Regions from separate parts of the Oryctolagus cuniculus genome. Here region 1 is linked to region 2. The links are chromatin contacts, called in public Micro-C maps. All regions are on one chromosome and are shown on one strand. Each heading gives the region's core, a stretch centred on a gene start, on an enhancer-like site or on the middle of the called end of the contact. The rest is flanking DNA. Distances are from core to core; before and after follow the strand shown. Region 1 holds the start of GDE1 (glycerophosphodiester phosphodiesterase 1). Region 2 holds the start of COQ7 (coenzyme Q7, hydroxylase).

What was found. A called contact is a pair of places that touch in the nucleus more often than the background predicts.
Region 1: a contact with region 2 is called in a Micro-C map of ear pinna, with 5 times the contacts expected there. The contact joins the promoter of GDE1 here to the promoter of COQ7 in region 2. A contact is called at or near these places in 3 of 6 Hi-C or Micro-C datasets (ear pinna, skin fibroblasts and an unstated tissue).

The regions. Positions count from the first base shown.
Region 1 is chr19:21,516,924-21,522,380 of mOryCun1.1, forward strand. It overlaps GDE1 (glycerophosphodiester phosphodiesterase 1), which reads right to left and starts at 2,656. Exons shown (of 6, transcript XM_002711771.5): 1 at 2,217-2,656. The coding sequence starts at 2,477. It overlaps CCP110 (centriolar coiled-coil protein 110), which reads left to right and starts at 4,973. Exons shown (of 15, transcript XM_051847461.2): 1 at 4,973-5,193.
Region 2 is chr19:21,348,828-21,354,411 of mOryCun1.1, forward strand. COQ7 (coenzyme Q7, hydroxylase) reads right to left here and starts at 2,139. Exons shown (of 6, transcript XR_011384695.1): 1 at 1,981-2,139. LOC103348562 (a long non-coding RNA gene) reads left to right here and starts at 2,545. Exons shown (of 2, transcript XR_007920119.2): 1 at 2,545-2,681; 2 at 2,917-3,070.

The DNA.
Region 1 (5,457 bases), core at 1,406-3,905, 170 kb after region 2:
GCTAGTTTCTGCCTTGTGGTTTGACCGTCGCCCTCCTGATGGCCGTGCAGTCGTATTTCACTGTGGTTTTGATTTCTGTTTCCCAATGGCCAATAAGGTCACCTGTCTTTCCTCAGTGGACTTCTTGGCTATTCATACATCAGAGCTTCTATTTACTGAGTACCTACGATGTATCAGGTGCTGTTCTAAGCAGTTTCTCACTGCTCAGAGAGGGATGAGCCAGGATCATAGATCACAGATCCTACGTCTCAGCGGAGAGAAACGGCTTACACACGTGTGACAGGCACATCGCGCCAGCGGTAAGTGTTTTGAAGAACATGAAGGGGAATGGGACGGTGAAGGCAGGTGGGGGACGACAGACGGGGCAGCAAGGTAAGGACGCTCTGGCTGGCTCCTTCTCCTGACTTCCGGTCCAGGGCCGGAAAAGTCGTCTCGACTACTCCACCCTCCCTGCTCATTGTCCACCTCACTGCCCTCCTCCCCCGGAGGTGTCGCCTGCACGGGTCACCTGCCCCACTCGGACGCAGGCTCTGGGAACACGGGGCCGCTCCTGGCTGTAGCCGCAGAGTCCGGCGCGCAGCCGCTCTGTGAGTACTTTGTCTCTTCCATCCCAGAGAAAGGACCACAGGGAGACGAGCCGAAGAGAGGTATGCGTGGGTTATAAACCCCAACGCGGGCCTCCTGCCTTGTTCGGATGTCACTTTTGGATCTCTGCTTTAAGGAATCCAGCCATCTTCGGATTCTTTCCTTGGAGGTCACCCTGCCTCACTTTACAGGCTGAGCTCACGGAATCTGCACAACCTCTTTGTAGACTCCATTGTTATTCCCATCTTACAGATGAGGAAACTGAGGTCCAGGCTTGCCCATGGCACCCCAGGCATGACACTAACCGGGGCAGAGGTGGCTTAAGTAACTTGCTCCTTATGCAACACGGGCAAAGTAAAGAACAGGCAGTCCAGGTTTTTACATCCTGGAACGTATTCTAATCTATGATAAAGAGCCCTGGGGCTTGATATCAGACGGCTGAATTCTAGAAGGAGCAGCGAGTGAGTCAGTGTTCCCCACCTAGTCAAAGTCGAGATGACGTCAAAGAAATGCGAGGATCAGATACATTTATGCAGATATTGAAGTGCGGACTCCAGCACTAAGCTCTCCCACTGCCCAGGCTGTGGCTGTTACCCATCAGGAGCCTGCCATGGGCTGGGAGGTACCAAGAGTCTCAGGAGTGCCTTGTGAGAACGGGATGCAAAAACCCATGGTGAGGGGCTGGTGCTGTGGCGCAGCAGGTTAAAGCCTCGGCTGCAGCGCCAGCATCCCCTATGGGGGCCGGTTCGAGTCCCAGCTGCTCCACTTCCGATCCAGCTCTCTGCTGTGGCCTAGGAAAGCAGTGGAGGATGACCCAAGTCCTTGGGTCCCTGCACCCCCATGGGAGACCTGGAAGAAGCTCCAGGATCCTGGTTTTGGATCAAATCAGCTCTGGCCATTGCAGTCATTTGGGGAGTGAACCAGTGGATGGAAGACCTTCCTCTCTCTCTCTCTCTCTCCTCTCTGGCTCTACATCTCTCTGTAACTCTCTCTCAAATACATAAAATAAAACTTAAAAAGCAACAACCCATGGGGAATCTGGCTGCTTGTCTGGGAGTGTGAATGTTTGTCTTTGGGCGGGGGAGGAAGCTGATAAGCAGGTGACTCAGGACCAGGAAAGACATCTGCTGTGTGGGGTGACCTATTTAGGATACCCAGGCTCACTGTCCAGGACCCCACTGCACTTGCTGGGTGCCCCAGAGTATTCAGACACCGGCCTTTGTTCTGTTCCTGGAAGGCAGGGCACACACCGTTACCAGAACGCGCCTGGTAACCTCATTCCTACCTCCGGGCCTTTGCACCTGCTGTTTCCAGTTCCTGGAACCCGTTTCCCCAGATGATCTTTCTCCTAACTTCAGTTCCAGGGTCACTACTCCACCTCAAACGGCCTCCTTCGGCCCTCCCTGTCACTGTCCTTCTTCTTCGCCGGCACGGGTCACTGGAGGCTCTGGGAACGCGGAGTCCCGCGCGCAGCGACTCTGCGTGGGGAGACGCGGGGCTCCGGGACACGGGGCTCCGGGAGGGGTCCCTGCGGACGACGGGTGGGAAGCAGCCCAGGGAGGCCCCGGAAGGGCAAGCTCAAGCCCGAGCTCCCACGAGGGCCGAGGGGGCGCGAGGCGAGGGGGGCTCACCTGCCGAATGGCCGCCAGCGTGTTCTCGGGCGCGTCGTGGCTGCCGCCCCGGTGGGCGATGGCGGACACGCGGTCCCGGGGCTTGAGCACCTGCAGGGCCCGGCGGGAGGGCAACGGCTCAAAGCTGAAGAGCCGCAGCAGGACGTAGAGGCTGCCGGTGAGGAGGCAGGCATTGAAGGGGCTGCGCGTTAGCAGCAGCAGCAGCACCAGCAGGAAGGAGAAGGGGCCCAAGAGGCCCCCCTGGTCCTCCCACAGCCACATGCCGGCGCCCGCACCGGCAAGGACGGGAGTCCCGGGCCGGCCGGGCTCCCGGGCCGGGGCAGCAAGAGGCGAGGGGGCAGAGGCCGAGCACTGGCCGCCTCCGGCACCCTCCGAGGGGACCAGCGCCGCACAATGGCGGCGGCGGCCACATCCCGAGAGGGAGCTGGCCGCCCAGCCAATCAGCGCCCGAGATCGCCGGCGCGAGGGGCGGAACTGCTGCCGTGGCAACGGGGGCGGGCCCAGGCCCCAGGCTCAAGTTCCAAAGAGGCTTGGGGGTTTCTCTGGGGTTTGGGCTTCTTGGGTCGAGTGTGGAGGGGAAGGGGACAGAGCCCGCCGGCGACCGCAGGAGTGGGAGGGACTGAAGTGACTCCTTCGTCCGTCCTCGAGGAGAGGGAGGTCCTGGGGAGCGTGAAGGTGCAGGGAGCTAAGACTATGTATTCCAATGGAGATGTGCCCACACAGGCGTGGGTGCTCCGGACCCAGCCCTGAGCAGGACTGCGGGGTCCCTGCCCTATGGAGGATGATAGTGTTCACACAGCACTGATCCTGCCTCGGGTGCTGTCCAGCAAACACTGCCTATGCCTAGCTCGCGTAGACTCACCACATCTGCAGCAGTGGGCATTATCTCAGAGGGGTGGTTTCAGTCCACTTTCGAAGGATTTTTGTGATTCCGAGAGGATGGAAGAACAGAGCAAAGGAAGAATTGACAGGAATTTCAATGATTTCTTTTTTGAAGAAAAAATGTATTTATTTACTTGAAAGGTAAGGGAGTGGAGAGAGAGAGAGAGAGAGAGAGAGAGAGAGAGAGAGAGAGAGAGATCTTCCATGTGCTGGTTCACTCCTAAATGACTGCAACAGTCAGGACTGGGCCAGGCTGGAGCCAGGAGCCAAGATTTCCAACCCTGTCTCCCACGTGGCTGCAGCGACCCACGTACCTGGGCCATCTTCTGCTGCTTTCCCAGGTGCATTAGCAGGGAGCTGGATTGGAAGTGCAGCAGCCAGGACTTGACCTGGTGCTCTTATGGGCTGTCGGTGTTGCAGGCAGCGCCCTTACCCTATGTCAGCATGCCGATCCCAGTGGTAAGGAAACCAAGGAGAGGCAAAGAATGGGGTGGGTAATGGCAGGGTCAGGGCTAACATGAAGCCAGTGGCTTGTGACTTTTCCACTGCCACCCTCCTAATCTTATTTTTCCTACTACTAAAGGTTAATGTACCAGGCGCTGGGAGAGTTATCTGAGTTGTGCTTTGCAACCACCCTGTGATAGCAGTTCTAACCTTTCCCTTTTATAGAGTCAAAGACAAGCACCAGAAAGAGGAACAGAGACCCAAGGGGAAGCCTACTCAGGGAATGGAGAGAGGCTGCTAAATCATATTTTGAATGGCTGGTGACACATTTTTCCTTTTTCTTTAAGATTTACTTATTTATTTGAAAGGCAAGTTACAGGGAGAGACAGAGAGAGAGAAAGTGAGTGAGCGAGAGAGATCTTCTATCCACTTGCTTACTCCCCAGATGTCTGCTATAATGGGCTGGGTTGGGCCAAAGCCAAGAGCCAGGAGCTTCATCCAGGTCTCCCATAGGGGTACGGGGGCCCAAGCACTTGGGCCATCCTCTGGCTGTTTTTCCCAGGTGCATCATCATGGCTCTAGATCAGAAGTGGGGCATCTGGGACGAGAACTGGCACTCATATGGGATGGTAGCATTGCAGGCAGTGGCTCCACCTGCTATGTCACCACGCCGTCTTCTGTGACTTTTCAATAGACAATTTTGGTAAAACATTCAGAGAATTTTCTTCCATCTTGAATCTGTTACCTGTTTCTCTTGGACAAACCTTCTCATTGGAATTCAAAAGCGTATGGATTATCTTAAGGCTTCCAATTGGCTTCTATGATTTAGTAAATTTTTATGTACAGAGCAAAAACATTGCTGAGGGGCTGGCATTTGGTGCAGCCCCAAAGACACTGCTTGGGATGCTTCCACCCCATGTCAGAGTGCCTGGGTTGGAGTCCCCGATCTGCTTCTGTCCCAGCTTCCTGCTAATGGGCACCCTTGAGAATGGACAGGTGGACTCAAGTACTTGTCCCTGCCACCCTGCGGGAGACCCCCAAGGAGTTCTGGGATCCTGGCTTCAGCCAGGGTGTTGCGGGCATTTGAGGAGATCTGTCTCTGTTTCTGCCTTTCAAATAAAATACATATATTTTAAAATATTTGTGAATGATATGTTTTCCAGCGACCACACAGGGAGAGGTAATAGCTATAAAAATAAGAAGAAAAATGGCAGCTTTATGGAACACTTTAGGGGCTTCAGACCCCAACCAGAGTTCTGGTTATAGAAAAATTGTAATTCTAGAAGGGCGGTGTAGCAGGGAAGACTACATTTCCCAGGATGCATTCCGCTCGCCGCAAGCACACGCCCTTGGTCAGGGGTGCGCAGTGCATCTCGGGGACTGTAGTTTTCTGGAGCCCAACCGTTCCAACTGCCCGCGAAGCCACTACCGGAAGTGCCCGCCCTGAGAGGTGGAGTCTAGGTGGCGGCAGCGGCGGCGGTTGCCAGGAGCCCGCGTTGTCGCTTCTGAGACCCGTAATATGGCGGGGAGGAGGAGGCGAAGGCGGCGGCGGACCGAACTGTGCTCTGTCAGTACAAGTTGAGCCATTTGCTTCCTGCCTGACAAGGCTCGTGGCGAAGGGAGAAAGTCTGAGGGGGCCGTGGGGCATCAGGTTTGTGCGTGAGGAGGGGGCAGGACCCTCGGCGGGTGGCCGGGGAGAGGCGAGCGGGAGAGGCGGAATTGGCGCCCTGAGGTGCCGAGGGCGGGCTGTGTGCCGGCTCCTGGGCCTCGAGCCCCTGGAAGGGCGCCGGGCGTGGGGAGGCGGGGGCCCGAGGCCGGTGGTGCTGGGATGCGATGCTCGGATGCCGGCCGCACGCAGCGGGCTCCATGTCCGAGGAGCCGGCTGCAGGGTGCGGCGTGCAGGGCAGAAGGGCGC
Region 2 (5,584 bases), core at 889-3,388:
CGGGGAGCGAACCAGGAGATGGAAGATCTTTCAGTCTCTTTCAAGTAGATAAAAGTAAATAATTTTGTTTTTTTAAGATGGTGGGGGTGGTCTTGGTGGGATTTGGAGTGGTTCCACGGTTTAAACCAAGGAGTGTCGCAGGGGGCTCTGCATGCTCACTCGTGCCCCAGCTTTGAGCCACACACACTGGGCTGTTCCCCAGCCCTGTGCTACTCTTGCAGATTCGGGCACTTACTAAATGACCCTGCTGGAGTGCCGGTGGGGGTGTTCCAGTATCACATTTGCCACTTGTCTTTGCAAGGTGTCCTTCTACAGTATGGGATGGGCCACAGAGAGGGCAGGGGCCAGCAGTCAGAAATACATGTCCCGTCTGTAACATCAACCTAGGACAAGCAAAATCGCCATTTCTTACGTACAAAATTGACAATTATCAGAATGTTTCCTTTTTTTTTCTTTTGTTTTTAAATAGCATGATTTAATTTAGTTACTGCTTAATTCTGAATTCTCAGAATGTTTCCTTTTTAAGGGTAAATATATGGAGGGGAAAACCCCACCTCTTTCTGAGTTCTCATAAAAGGAGATGCAGGAGGTAACAAAACTGTATAAATAAAAACGAACGAGTCTTCTTGTTAGGCACACTGGCTCCACAGGACATCAAAATTCTCACACAGTGGTCCTACAAGGTCTGCCTGCCTCGTCACGCACTTTAAAATAAAACTGAGGTCCTGCTAGGAGCTCAGATGTGTCATTTCCTATCTGTGTTTTCCCAAAGTCTGGCCCAATACCAACGGTGGTAACTAGGAGACGTGAAGCGGTATATGGACATGCACTAGATAATACCCACGGTAGGCATGAGCCTAGTGGTTGAGACGTTGGCATCCAGTGTTGGATTCCCGGAGTTCAATACCCAGCTCTGGCTCGACGCCAGCTTCCTGCCAATGCAGACCCTGGGAGGCAGCAGTGTTGGCCCAAGTGGCTGGGTTGGCTCGACATCCTGCCCCATCGTTGTGGGCATCTGGGCAGTGAACCAGAAGAAGGGAGCTGTCTGCCTCTCAAATAAAAATAGAAAATACCCTCATGGTAAGATTTAGTTTCCTTTAAATTATCTTCCAATCGTTTTTTTTTTTTTAATTTGACACATAAAAATAGTACATATTTATGGGGTGGCTTCCAACCTTTGATTTCATCAAGGAGAATGTCCGGAGCACCTTCCCAGTGGTTGCTAATTTTGTTTGTTTATTTATTTATTATTTTTGAGTCCACGCCTGGTATTTAACACAAGGCACCCGGGAAGGGCACAATTCTGTTGCTTCTTGTTTGTCGTGCATTTTTATCATCACGCCTGCACTTGGGTTAGACAATAATGGCCTTCCATTCTGCGTGCGGATTTTGTTCCTACGGACTTAATTTGAACACGGGACATAGTTCCAGGGGAGGCTCGCGTTAGGTACAGGAGGACCCTGTGTAAAAGGCTCGAAGGACCGCGCAGGGGAGTTCACCTTGAGAAACCGACCCCGCGACAGCTCTCAGGCCGGCGGCCTCGCCAGAACACACAGGTGGCCCCCGCGGGTCAGACGCGGGACCCGAGAACCGGCATTTCTAAGCAGCTCGGAGCCGGAGCCGAGGCTGGCGCGGTCTTGCTATGACGCAGCCCAGCAAAGCCCCGAGCGAAGAGGACTCCGGCGACACCCTGGGGACAACGGACTTTCGGTGTCGGCCTCTGTTCCTCAGCCCGCAACGCCAACCACACCTTCAGCGACGCCCCGGCGTCAGAGCGCAGTCGCGTCACTCTCCAACCCTTCAAATGTTACTCGCTTCCCGCCACCGTCGCGGCGTACGACGGGTACCAGCCGCGTCTGACGTCACGCGGTCGGTCGCACATCTGTGACGTCCCCCACCGCGACCTCTCCGACCTAAAAGTCGAGCCCGGGCTCGCAGACCCAATGTGGGACTACGACCGCACATCCCCCATCTTTTTACCTGAGAGGGGCCGCTGGTTACTCGCGCGCAGCCGCCACAAGGATCGAGCCGCAGCCGCCCCGGCGCAAGTCATCGCGGGGACAGCAAAGCTGCCTCTCCGCTGAGCGAAGCGGACCAATCGTGCTTTTGGCGCAGATTGATGACGCATGGCATACGTAGGGAAGGAGTTTCCTTGGCACCGGCGGAAACGCCCTTAGGCCCTTGCTTCCATTCTATTGGTTGGGAACTGCAAATGCAAAGAGTGAATTGGATACGATCCCTATCAATCAAGCAGGATATGGCTGGTAAAGGAGCCCTGCGTTGCCATGGACGTGAGAAAGCTAAATTGCTCTGTCCAGGATTCCCACGGGGTGGAGATTTCCCCCTTAAGTTCCTGGGAAAGAAGACCATCAGGAAATTATTTATGGAAACAGATTTTTATCTATTTATATCCTGACTGATCTTTAAAATAGTAGAAACCACAGGCTATTTTGTAGATTCCCAGAGAACACGTTATTTTCTGTGTCTGGTTCGCTGTATTGCTGCCAATTGTCATTTACGAAAGGAGAGGGGGAGACTGAGCAACACGTATCCTGCTTTTTAAAGTGGTGCTTATGTCTTATTTCCGAAAATAACTTAATGCAGTCTGTTAATCAAGATTCGCTGATATCGCGACAGTCTACCATAAGCATTATTTTAGCCAGGAAAAACACTTAAGAAAGGTAGGGCATTCTTGTATTTTATTGGATGGTCCTGTTGCTCTCCTTAAAGAATGAAATAACGTAACTGTAAAACTTATTTTGCTACTTCACTGTACACTTTATTCATGATTTTTAAAAATCCGTATGCCTTCGTATGTAGTTACATGTCAAAAATTGTCATTTAGCTTTATGGCTTACTTAAAATATACAAGTAAGGAGAACACTTTTCCGTAACAATAACGAATTCTTTTTTTAGGAAATGTTATGAATTTAAAGACAGTTCCAAGATGTTTAATAGACTTCCCAGCAATGGTAATTTCCAAAGTGCATGGACAGACCACACTTTTCAACGTGCATATCCCATCAACGTGGCTGTCCCTGGAATTCTGTCCAGAGAAATAATTTTTCAGGTGAGTCACGTATGCAGACAAGGGCAGAAAAAACTCTCGAATGCCCATCTCTGAGTTCTACCACATTCCACACTGGCAGTGTCACGGAGTTGGGACCAGGATAAGGACACTTCCACTTTCTACTCCAGGTTACCATAAAACAGCTTTTGACACACTGCTACTGTGAAGTCACTGAATTAAACTTCCTCCTTGTTTTTATATTGCTCTACGGTATTCAAATGAACACAGTGCAATAATTTTAAATTATGAAGCGAACTAATAAATGGTGAGAGATTGATGTGCCATTCTCATATAGTCACTGAAAGTGTAAATAAAAAGCCTTATAATGTTACAGACCTTTGCCATAATCCCTCATCTAAATCTCTATTCCTAAGGAGAAAAGAATGTTGATGGTTTATGGATGTCTCCTTGATTACTGGGAAAATTCTGGAAATAAAATGTTCAGCAGAGTGTTAAAAATTATGGTCCATCTGTATGATGCTATTTTATGTAGCTACTGAAATATAAAGAACTTCTGCTAACACGAGAAGACATTTTTATTCAGTGAAAAGCAAGTGAGAATACCCAGTTCTTTCCTTCTTCCTTCCCTCCATACTTTCCATCACGCCAAGATTGACAGGTACTAGGGTTTGGGAACAGTTTGAGTTCCCTCCAAAGCTTCAGGAGTTGAGATTCAGCCCCCATTGAGACACTTAAAGACAGGAACGCATTCCAACCCTGGAGTTAGATGGAGGTGGGGCCCTTGGAAAGTCAGTGAGATTCAGATGAGGACGTGAGGGGGAGCCCCGTGACTGACCCGAGCAGCTTTGCGAGAAGCGGTAGAGACGGACAGAAATGCACGCATGCCTCCTGGTTCTCGCCACGCGATGATGCTGTGTCCATCAGGACTCTGCCCGCAAGCAGCCCCTCACCACCTGGACTTCATACCTCCACAACTGTGAGTCAAAAAGCTGCCTGCCTCAGGTATTCTGTTGCAGGAATGAAAAATGGGCTGATACGCAGTGGATGTCCACACAGAGTGCTTATGAGCAACTGGAATGTTTAAAGATTTATTTGACAGTCAGAGAGAGAGAGAAAGAATCTTCCATCCACTGGTTTCACTCTCCAAATGGCCACAAAGAGCAAGGCTGGGCCAGGCCAAAGCCAGGAGCCAGGAACTCCTTCTTGCTCTCCTGTGCGGCAGGGGCACAAGCACTTGGGCCATCCTCTGCTGCTTTCCCAGGCACAGAAGCAGGCAGCGGGATCAGATTCAGCCCCCATATGGGATGCTGGCGCCACAGGAGGCAGCTTAACCTGCTGAACTACGCCAGCTCCAGGAGTGATTAGAATTTTTTTCTCTAGTAAACATAATTTTATAACGAGAAAGCAAAATTTCAAAAGTAAAAGCATACTATCCTCTAATTCAATCCTCACACATGAAACAAAACGTCTAGTATTTTTTCATTTTAAAGATAAAAGGAGAGGCCGGCACTGTGGTGCTGTAGGTTAAGCCACTGTTGTCAATGCAGACATCCCATGTCAGACAACGGGTTCTGAGCCCTGGCTGCTCTGTTTCTGATGCAGCTCCCAGCTAATGCACCTGGGAAAGCAGCAGCAGGTGGCCCAGTTACCTGGACCCCTATCACCAGCATGGGAGCCAGGATGAAACTCCTGGCACCTGGCTTTGGCCTGGCCCAGACCTGGCTGTTGTGGCTATTTGGGGAGTGAACCAGCAGATGGAAGATCTCTCTGGCTCTGCCTTTCATTTCAATCAATCTTTTTTTTTTTTTTTTTTAAAGGGAGCTTTATCTCAGAGAGGTGAAAACACTTGTATAAAATCACACAATTAAACAAGTAAATTCCAGTTGTACCCCCATGCACTGGAAATGAAATGTACCAAATGGAACTTACTAGTATGCACATACATACATAGAAGATAAGCTCAGAGATTCTCAGCTGGTGACTGCATTAAACACGTTTTTCTTTCCCTGATTCCAGAAAAAGGCAAAGAGCAATCGACAGGTTTCCATGATCGACAGAGTGTTGACAAGAAGCCTCCATGAATTCAAATAGACACGACCACATTTGAAAATCTTAAGACATTGTTTAATTGGTAGTTTCAGTACATGTTAGAGCTGCACTTTAAAAATTACAAAGACATCACCTGAAGTTATTATTAAAGTTATCAAAATATACAAAAACATTCATGTAAGACACATGCAAGTTAGCAGCACTGACCTAAAATGTCATTCATTAGCATATTTCAACAGCAATATATTTTCACTGTGCCCATCACACACACACACACACACACACACACGACTGTTCACGCAAGCACACTGAAGGCACGAACATTATACAGATAAAGGCATGGGGCAGGAATGCCAACAATTAGAACCTGTTTCTTAAGTGAGAACAGAATCGACTTTGGGCTACTCAAAATTTCAGCAGAGCAGTTACTAGATTTAGAAATTCATGCACCCGAACAAGACAGGAAAAGCCTGACAAGCATCAGTCTCACAGGCCCAAAACTAT